Regions from separate parts of the Sus scrofa genome. Here region 1 is linked to region 2. The links are chromatin contacts, called in public targeted proximity ligation maps. All regions are on one chromosome and are shown on one strand. The core of a region is the stretch at or near the end of the contact, and the rest is flanking DNA. Distances in the headings are between cores, read along the strand shown. Region 1 holds the start of KCNJ4 (inward rectifier potassium channel 4). Region 2 holds the start of SUN2 (SUN domain-containing protein 2).

Evidence for each region.
Region 1: a contact with region 2 is called in a targeted proximity ligation map of alveolar macrophages. A contact is called at or near these places in 1 of 5 promoter capture datasets (liver) and 1 of 2 datasets of targeted methods (alveolar macrophages).

What each region holds. Positions count from the first base shown.
Region 1 is chr5:9,523,442-9,528,569 of Sscrofa11.1, forward strand. It overlaps KCNJ4 (inward rectifier potassium channel 4), which reads left to right and starts at 2,958. Exons shown (of 3, transcript XM_021091491.1): 1 at 2,958-3,826.
Region 2 is chr5:9,270,262-9,275,315 of Sscrofa11.1, forward strand. SUN2 (SUN domain-containing protein 2) reads left to right here and starts at 2,875. Exons shown (of 18, transcript XM_013988192.2): 1 at 2,875-3,232.

The DNA.
Region 1 (5,128 bases), core at 1,708-4,207, 250 kb after region 2:
ATTATCCCATGACAGATGAGGCCTGTGAGGTCCAGCAAGGACAAGGAGCTTGCCCAGGGTCACCCAGTTCTGACACCCAAACCTGCCACTCCCACCCCTGCAACCTTTGCATACCTGTCTCACAGGCCTTCCCACCCCCTCCCCACCCCGCCCCGCACACAGCGAGGAGCTACTGGAACATGGCAGATCCTTCCATTAGTCTTTCATCATCCTTGGAACAGCCCCTTAAAGTGGACGTGATCCTCCCCACTTTACATATGAGGAAACTGAGGCCCAGAGAGGAGAGGTGAGCTGTCCAGAGTCACACAGGATTGGAGGGTGACTTTTTTTTCCAGTGGTCTGTGAAGTTCTCCCTGACTGGAGCTGCCCTTTCTGCCTCTCCTCCCTTTCTCCCAGTCTGCTCTCAGCCGCCACAGGACTCTCCTTATAGGAGATGAGCCACAGAGGCCGCCAGGCCCAGCAAGGTGATCATTATTGGATGTTTCGATGTTTCCTCTCAACCCCTGTGGTGTCACAGCTGCCCCCCCAAGTCACTGCCCCTGAGCCCGCCCCCCCCCAGCCGCTCTTTCCTGAAACTGGTACCCAGTGACCAGGCATTGGGTTTGATCCCACAGAAACAGATGCTCTGGGTCTAAAGACACCCCTGTATCCATCTCTCCCTTCTTCCTGCCCTTTCTCCTTCCTCTGCACCCCCCACACCCTCAGGGCAGCCACCGGGCCAGGTCTCTGGCCAGGGGAAGAGACCACAGGACATTTGCCTCACCTGCATCCGCCCACTTCCAATTCAGGGAAAGGTGTGATAAGCAAGAGGCATACACCACAGCTGACCCCGCCTTCAGACTGTTAAGTTCTCCCGGCCATTCACACACCAAAGACTCCTCCCAGGGAACATCAGTCCTGGTTGCCCGCCCACGAGGGCACAGCAGGGTAATGAGGAAGCTGGGCAGGGAATGGGGCATGCGCCTTGAAGCTCTGCAGTGTCGAGGGGAGGACTGAGAAGGGATAGTCACGTTTACTGAGCACCTGCTATGAACTGTGCATTTCTTGTGCATCGACCTCCTGTGAGGGGAGGGACTGTGAGGGTCCTGGTTTTATTTTATTTTATTTATTTTACCATGCCTGTGGCATGTGGAAGTTGCCAGGCCAGGGACTGAACCCATGCCACAGTAGTGACCTGAGCTGCTGCAGCGACAACGCTGGATCTTTAACGCGTTGCACCACAAGGGAACTCCAGGGTCTTAATATTATAAACAGGTTCAATAAAATATCTGCTCAAGGTCATGCAGCTCCTAAGTGCTGTAGCTGAGGTTGGCCTGACTCCCAAGCCCACCTAACAAGAACTAAACTTGTGGAGTTCCCGTCGTGGCGCAGTGGTTAACGAATCCGACTAGGAACCATGAGGTTGCGGGTTCGGTCCCTGCCCTTGCTCAGTGGGTTATTGATCCGGCGTTGCCGTGAGCTGTGGTGTAGGTTGCAGATGCAGCTCGGATCCTGCGTTGCTGTGGCTCTGGCTGTTGCTGTGGCTACAGCTCCGATTAGACCCCTAGCCTGGGAACCCCCATATGCCGTGGGAGCGGCCCAAAGAAATAGCAAAAAGACAAAAAAAAAAAAAAAAAAAAAAAAAAAGAACTAAACTTGTGGCCGGTGCTGGATGAATGAATGAGGAGGTGATGGATGACTTCTGCTAAGGGCAGCAGGAGGCCTTCCTAGGGGAGGTGGCGTGGAGGCTGGACTTGGGAAACAGCAGGAATTCTTAGAGCAGAGAAGCAGGAAGGGCATTTAAGGCAGGAAGAATAGCATGTGCAAAGGCAGAGAGGTGTGGAAGCATCTGGTGTGTTCGGGAATCTGTAGGCATCGTGGTGTATGTGTGGGTATATGGGGTGTGAGATAAGGTGGGACCTGACTGTACATCACACTGAGGAGTTGGGACGCAATCCTTTTAGGAGGGGAGGGACTGTGGGGATTGGGAACAGTCATGATGGTTCAAGTGTGGTGGTTCCTGTGCCTGCGGCAACTTCAGAGGGTCAGCTTGAAGGATGAGCTGGAGATTTTATGTTCAGTAAATTCTCGGTCCGGCTTGGAGTGCCCCAATCTCCCTCACTTAACTGGGGCCAGTCAGAGATGGCCAGGCTCCCAGGGAAGTCCTTCTGGCTATCTAACTGCAGGTATTCGTTCATCCTCGCACCCTACATCCTCTAACCTCCTGCATCCTCAGAGTGAGGTGGCAGGAATGGCCACGGGAGTGGCTGGCTCGCCAGGGGCTGTGAGGAGCTGGGGCTTTCTCCCCACAGTCCAGACTGGTGTGGGGTCCAGACCGGTGCGCCCCCAAGATGAGAAGGAAACGGGCGAGATCCTCCCTATAAAGACATTTTGGGGTGATGGGGACGCAGAGAAGGAAAAACTGTGGTTTGGCCCGGCTCTGCCACCTCTGGGTGACCTTGGGCAAACTTATGACCCTTTCTGATACCCAGTTTCCCAGTCTGTCAAACGGGGCGGTGCTGCCCAGCGGATGGTGAGGGTCCCTCCAGGAGGGTTACACCTCCGGCTCCCGGGGGCGGGGTGCGTAGGGTCCTTAATGGCCAGTCCTGCAGGAGGGGAAGGGAACCGCCGAGGGGAGTGGCCCGCAGCCGAGGAACCGGGTACCGACCCTATCCCACCCACTCCCTTCCCGGCGCGGAGGAACCCTCTCCACCTGCCCCTGGGGGGCGAGAAAACCTGGGAGCGGATTCTCGGAGCGGGTTCTGGGCGGAGTGCTCCTGGAGGGAGGAGGAAAACCCGGGCAGGATCTGGGACAGGAGCGGCCCCCGCGGCCCCCAGCCCCTGCCCGGCCCGGCGCTGCCCGCGGGTGGGAGGGGGTGTGATGCCGGGCTAGGCTGAGGGGACGGGCCGGGGCCGGGTCCCCCGGGCCGCCCGGGGCTCCGGGGCTGGGGTGGGGGGGCGCGGCCTCCGCAGCGGGGCGCGGGTCACGTGTGAGGAGGGGCGAAAGTCTCGCAAAGCGGGGCGGCGTGCCGCGAGTTGGGAGTTCTCGGCGCGCCGCGGGCGGCGGGAGCTCGGGCTCCCGGGCGAGCCGGGGACGCGGCAGAGGCGGGGGCCTGGGTCCGAGACCGCGGGGGCCGCACCGAGAGTGGGAGGCAGAGAGAGAGAGAGGCAGAGGCAGGGACCCGGAGCGAGACAGAGACGCTCAGGGGAGAGAGGGCAGAGGCAGAGGAAGGCAGCGGACAGACCGGGAGGGCGACGGAGACGAAGACAGGGGCCCGCGGGGAGAGTCGGAGAGACCCAGGCGGGCAGGAGAGACTGCGAGAGACCGAGAGCCGAGGGGGCCGGCGGGGGCGGGGGCGGCAGAGCCCGGGCCGGCCGGCTTCGGGGGTCTCGGGGCCGGAGGCGAGCGCAGCGGGCCAGGGAGCGGAGCGCAGGGCGGGGGACAGCGCCGAGGGACAGCGAGAGAACCGTGGGGGCGGCGGAGAGAAGGCGGCGGGGGCGGGGGGCTCCAGCGCCATGGGTCCCCGGACCCCCGCGCTCTGAGCCCCGGCCCGGGGCCCGACGATGCTGAAGCTGAGGCGGCGCCGAGGGCGCGGCGCGGGGCAGCGCTGAAAGTTGGGCGGCCGGCGGGGAGCGGCGCGGGACGGCCCGGAGGCCGGGACACCGGGGGACCGACGGACAGACCCACAGGCAGCGGGGGAGGGGGGCGGGGCCGGCCGCCGAGTTCGCGGGGAAGGGGCGCCGGGACTCCCCGCTCCCGGCCCGGGACGCTGCCCGCCCGACTGCGCCGTGGGATGTAGCGGCCTCTCGCCGCCTCCCGGAGACTCGTCGGACCCTGCGCCCCGCGGTAAGCCCGGCCGGCGCTCGCCGCTGGCGCTGTCCGTCCGTCTGTCCCGCCGCGTGCGTGTGTATGTGTGTGTGTCCCGGGGCCTGGCGGCTCGGGCCCCGCCCGCTCGGCACCTTATCCCCTGACCCGGGCTTCGGCCGCCGGGCGCGCGTTCAGCGCGATCAGGCGACTTCCCCGGAGCCGAGGAGCTCTGTCCTCTGTCCGTCGTCGTCTCAGGAGCGTCAAGGTCTGGGTTTCTGCCAGGAGGGGGGGTAGAGGTGAGTGCAAAGGGCCTGGACCTCTTGCCCCGGCCGTGACCTTTCCCTGCCTCCACCCACCCCCAGTTGTCACACTGGGTTGGAGGAGTTTCAAAGCAGATGACTTGTGGCAAAGGGGGGGGGGGGTCTCCTATCCACCTCCCCAACTGCAGCCTGTTTGCAAAATGGCCCTGACAGAACAAAATCCCTCTTCTCTCGTTTTGAGCACCTGCTTTGGGCCCTGAGACCCTAGAGAGGGTGGACAGGGATGGATGAAGCAGTTCAGGCTTCCCAGCGGTGGCGACAGGCCACAGAGGGAGGCCAGAGTGCCTTCCCTCCCTAGACGGAGAGCACCAGGAAAGAGAGGTCTGGATGGAGTAGGGAAACTTCCCTGCAACCGTGCCCAGTGTCCCCTGACCAGCATCTACATGGCACTTGTGTTTCCAGAGCCCAGGCTCTAAGATGGGGAGAGGGTGCAGGGGGGTGGTGGGGGTGGGCGAGAGACAGGTGGAGGGCTGCCTGGCATAGTTAGCAGGCGGGGGCCTCCGGAGCAGGAGGATGCCAAGAAGCAGGTTGAGGGAACAGAGAGCTGAGGGAGGGAGGCCTAAGGGCCACACATGCAAGGTCCAGAGAGGAGCCAGACCTGTGTGTGTGTGCGTGTGCGTGTGCGTGTGTGTGTGTGTGTGTGTGTAGAATGTCTATTCTGTTTCTCCCCCACATCCAGTCTTGTGACCTCCATGGCTTTGGGACTTTTGAGAGCTGTTGGCAGGACTTTGGGGGCCTGAGAGCCAAACTGTGGTCCTGGCGTGGCCTGGGATGAGGGGACAACATGTGGAAGGGGGCACTGGGCTCAGGGCTGCCGTGCGGTGTGGCAGGAGCAAAGGCGGTTGGCTGTTGAGCTGACCTATAGCCAAATCGGAGTCTGGAGGGCTGAACCTAGAACATTCTACTTGGTTCTCTCCTGGGGGATGGGCTCTTCCTGGGGTTTTCCCCACTGGGCAGTGGGCCTTGGGTAGCCCCCATTTGGGCTCCTAGAAGTCTGCTCAGCTGGCAGAGGGGCCAGCAC
Region 2 (5,054 bases), core at 1,625-4,124:
AGGAGCCCGCCCAAGAGGTGATTTGAATCATTTATATGGGTCTGTTCTTCTGGGGTCTTTGTTTTCCTTTGGCCAATTATCTTGGTTTTTTTTTTTTTTTCTTCTTCTTCTCTTTTTCGGGCTGTACCCCCGGCATGTGGAAGTTCCGGGGCTAGGGGTTGAATCAGACCTGCAGCTGCTGGCCTACATCACAGCCACAGCAACACCGGACCCGAGCTGCATCTGCAACCTACACTGCAACTTGCAGCAACTCAGGATCGTTAACCCACTGCATGAGGCCAGGATGGAACCCGCATCTTTGTGGATACCAGTCAGGTTTGTAACCCGCTGAGCCCCAACAGGAACTCCCTCAAAGGTCTTGTTTTATGTTTCACATCGGATTGGACCCAAGGCCTTCTCCAACATGTGTGCACATTTTTGGCCAAGACAGATTCCAAAGCAAAGGGTTATGCGATGGTATCAGGACCTACTGTGGCCTGGCGCACCCTCCCTTTTTGACCCCTAGGAGTCTTTCTGCACATGTGTAACTGGGGAGGTCTCCTTGACCCTGATGTCTTATCTTTTTACTCCAGCAGAGCTCAGCTCTTGCCATTGACTCTCTCCTTGAAATGCTGGAGAGAAGCAAGGCCTGATTTATGCAGCCTAACAAGTCCCAGCTGCTCTCAGCCCAGGGACCCATCTACCTCCTACTCCAGGAGAGAAGAGGAGAGTCGCTGGGGGAAGACGAGACAAATGAATGGCGGCAGAAAAGAGAGAAGAGTCTGGAAGGGCAGAGGGTGGCGGCAGGAGCGGATGGCAGAGAGGCCCAGGGGCAGTAGAGACGGGTAGACAGGGCTCTGTGATCACAGTTGTCTGACGGGTGCTGTCGGGACAGAGGGAGGGGCCTGGCACAAGCCCGGGAGCCTGGAACAAGGCCAGGAATTTCCCAGGGGCCCTGATTACATTCCCATGGCTGCCATAACAAATCACTACAAATTTGGCGACTTGAAACAACAGAAATGTATTCTCTCACAGTTGAGAAGACCAGAAGTCCAAAACCAAAATCAATGGACTGAAATCAAGGTGTCCGCAAGGGACTTGCTCCCTCTGGAGGCTCCTGGAAAGAATCTGTTCCTGGCTTCTCCCAGCTTCTCGTGGCTGCCGGCATGCCCTGTCCTGTGGCCACATCACCCTCTCCGCTGACTGTCTTTTAAAAGGACACTGGTGACTACATTTAGGGCCTACCCTGATGCTCCAGGATAATCTCCCCACCTCAAAAGCCTTCATTTAATGGCACCTGCAAACACTTCCCACGTACAGTGACATTCACAGGTTCCAGGGATTAGACCTCATATCATTGGGGCCCATTATTCACCTACTACAGCCCCATGGAGGCAACAGAGCTTAATTGAGAGCTGCCTCCAGCCAGCCTGTTAGGCATGGTCCTTGCCTGAGACCCGTGGAAGGCCGATGGCCTCTTGCTTTCCAAACCAGCACATGCTGGGAAGGGGCCCTTGCCAGGACCCTTGGAGAGAGTGAGGTGGCAGGCTATGGAGCCTCTATTGCTATTGGCAAGAACAGAACTGGGGAGCTAAGTGCCCTGGGGAGGAGAAGGTGTCAAGAGGAGGCCCCTCCCCTACCTGGATGCTGACTCTAAGTCTGATTTGAACTATTTCGCTCATGCCACGTTCAGCAGATACTCCGATGAGGAAAGCCCTGTGAAGGGTCCTGGGGAGCCAGCTCTTGCCCTTGGGGAGAGCCACATCTAAGCCCAGAAGCAAGCACTGTTGGCTACAATTAGCTGTAAGTGCAGGGGAGGCCCCTCTTTTCCGGGTGGGGCAATGGAGGCTGGCGGAGTGGGGGGGGTTGTTTCTGTCTGGAGTCAGTTTAGCACAAGGGCTTCACATTTCCTCAGTCCCCACCCCCAGTGCCTTCCTGTCACAGCTCAGTGATTTTGTCATTTCTAGCCTCTTCCTCTTGGTGCTTTAAAAGTGAAATAATGGCACTGTCGCAGCGTCCCTTAGAGGAGCTTGCCCAGGAAGTGACTCCTCCCTAGCCAGGCACTTTCTGCCATCAGCAGAGTGGGCCAGTGGGGAGCCCACGCACAGGACCCTTGGAGTTGGGCAGCACTTGATTCTGTCAGGGTCTGTCAAGTGCTTATTCTACCTGCAGATTAAGGCAGAGGAAAAGGGAGCCAGCTTTCCTTCTCAGCACCAACTGTGGCAAGAATCTTCCTTAATATGGAGAAAAGCTTCTGTGTGAAATTTGGGGGTCTCTGAGGGCAGAATGAGAAGTGGCAGAGCCTCCTCCCAAATCTGGATTTTCCAAATCAACTCTAAAATGGAAAAAAAATAAACAACAAAAAAACCAACAAAACCCATGGGCTTGGATATAGAGAGAATCCTCTAATCTCAAATTTGCCTCTTTCAACTGTGTGCCTTTAAACGAATCATTTAAAAACCCTATAAACCTGTTTCCTGATCTGCAAAAAACGTGTAGAAATATCTAAGAATAATTACGCACGTGCCTCCAACAATTGTTTGCGGGTCCCCTAAGGGCTCGCTACGCGCTACCCTTCCAGGTGGGCCCTAGGCCAGGGGTCGTCAATCTCCCCTGCTCCCCCCTTTCTCGAGCCATTTTCAGCAAGGGTGTGCCCCCAACCACTTAATGCCTTTGAGGTCCTGGCACCCGGGCTCTGTTAAGTCGGCCTGAGGCAAGCTGGGTGGGGTGAGGCGCACCACGCGGTGTTAGGAGAGGGCTCAGGTGTTTGGAGTCACCAGACCCGGAGTCAAGTGCGCGGTCAGGCGGGATATCGCCAGCTGCCAGGTGCTGCCCCCGGGCCGCGCCTCCCATGCGCGGACTCCTGTTTGGCCGCGCCCCGCCCGCGGGGCCCACGCGACGGGCGGGGCGAGCCGGGGCCTTTGTGTTCAAACCGCCCAATGGGCGTCGGCAATGGGCGGTGACGCGAGAGGGGCCTGGCCAATGAGCTGCGGACTGTCAGCGTTGACCGACAGGCGCACATATACACACTCGGCCACGCGCGCGCCGCCGGGTCCCACTCGCGCAGCGCGGTTCTGCGCGGGCCGCATTGTCCGTTCGCTCACCTCGTCCCGCCCCGAGGCTCCTCACCGCGCGCCCCGGGCTCGGGCGCCGACCGCCGCTCCCCGGATCCCAACGCAGTAAGGGGGCGCGCCCGGGAGGCGCGGCGGGCCTCGGACGCCCCCGGCTGTGCACCGAGCAGCGGCGGCAGCAGGTAACAGCCGGCCGTGGGCCTCTGGCGGGCGGACGCGCGGGGCGAGGGCGGTAGGCCAGCCTCGGCCGCCTCCTCGCGCGGCCCGGGCCCGGCCTGACCCCGGGGTCATCATCGGACCGCGCCGGCCAGTGCCGAGCTGCCCAGGCCTGGTTCTTCCTCTCCAGGCCAAGCTGGGCCAGGCTCCAGCCCCGCCCGGCGCACGCCCCTGGGCCGGTCGGGAAGGGCCAGCGCTGTGCCAAGGCTGCTCTGACTCATCTCCGCCGCCCGGCCCCCGCCCCCGAGACTGGCCGCCCCACTGGTCAGTCCGGAGGGCGGACGTCTTCCAGGCGGGACTCCCCCGGGCGGCACCTCCCCGGGAGGAGGCTGCCCCAAACCGGCCCAGGGCAGTGCCTGCGTTTTCTTGCTAGTCAGGCAGTTTCCAGGGACCAGCAGTTCTCTGCTTCTGCCGCCGCCTGTCAGAACTCTGGGAATAGGAGGAAGGCCCATTTTGCTTAGTTCTTAAAAAAAAAAAAAAAAAAAAAAAAAAAAACCAAACAAAAAGGGGGCGGGAGTGTGACTTAGAGCAGAGAGGCAGGGCAGGCGCGCGCTTGGTTAAAAAAAACCCGAAAAACAAACCTCCGCAGGGTCAGCCAGTAGGGAAGGAAGGGAGAAGGGAGTTAGCACCTGGAGCGTTTTACAGGTCCCACGAGTGTGAAAACGTCCCGCGGAGGATGCCCAAGATCTAGGTTAAGCCTGAAGACTGGATGGATACTGCGGTATGAGTTTGCGATGGGGCCAAGGAAAGGCGGCGCTGAGAAAAGGATGTGGTTCAGCTCAGAAGTGAAGAGGGATGTTTTATGTGAGGGTTTCTTAACTGATCATGTGTGGAGGGGGTGTCCGTTCTGTTATGCAAAATATTGAGCTCCTAGAGGCTCACTTCTTGTTTTGTTTTCTTTTGGAGGATGGAGCCTTGACCTTTTCACTCTTGTGAAACCCAGACTCGGTGGTAAACTGTTTTGTGACAGCAGAACCCTCCGGGGGAGACAAAAAGGCCCCTTCGCTAGGGTGGAGGCGGGTCCTGTCTGCTGAGGGTTTTCAACTCCCCCGCCCACCACACCTCCGCCTGAATATTTATTTGTATTCTTGCCAGCAGCAGCTTGAGATCTTTTGTGTGTGTGTGTGTGTGTGTGTGTGTGTGTGTGTGCGCACGCGCGCGCTTTAAACACATTGCTTGTTTCTGTCCCAGGGTGAAACCTTGGTCAATTTCTGCAGGGCAGGGTTAAGAAGAGGAGCTTGTGTGGGTATCTGGAGCTTTCAGTTGGGGAGGGCAGTAGTGGGGGTGAAATTACCTTATAAGGAACGGAGGATAGAGAGGGACCCAGCCAGCTTCCTGCTCTGGCAACTACGGATTGTTCCCTTTAGCAGCATTGGCTAAAACCAGGGAAAGATGCCAGCTGGGGATCCCACCTGCGAAGTCACCAATAAGACCAAGACACGAGGCTGCTTGTTTTTCAGAAGAGAACTTGGCAGAGTTCTCCAGCTGGACTAACCAGATCGGCTGGTTTCCATAGTCTTGAGTTGGGATGTGTTAGAGTGGCCACTGTAACAACCCTGGGGACTAGTACTTTAAGTATCAACCAGGAATATTAGAAGCGATAACCAGTTACAAGGACTAGGGACTCTTAAATGTGCCAAAGTATTACAGTGACTTTGTAAGAAGGGCTGGCAAAGGCAGCACGTTCAGATCCATCCCGTTGGTGATCTGAGGTTTTGAATGTGGGTTTCTAGAGCTGAAGGGTTTGTTAACCCGCCTTGTGTTGTAGAATGCTGCCTTTTGCCAGGT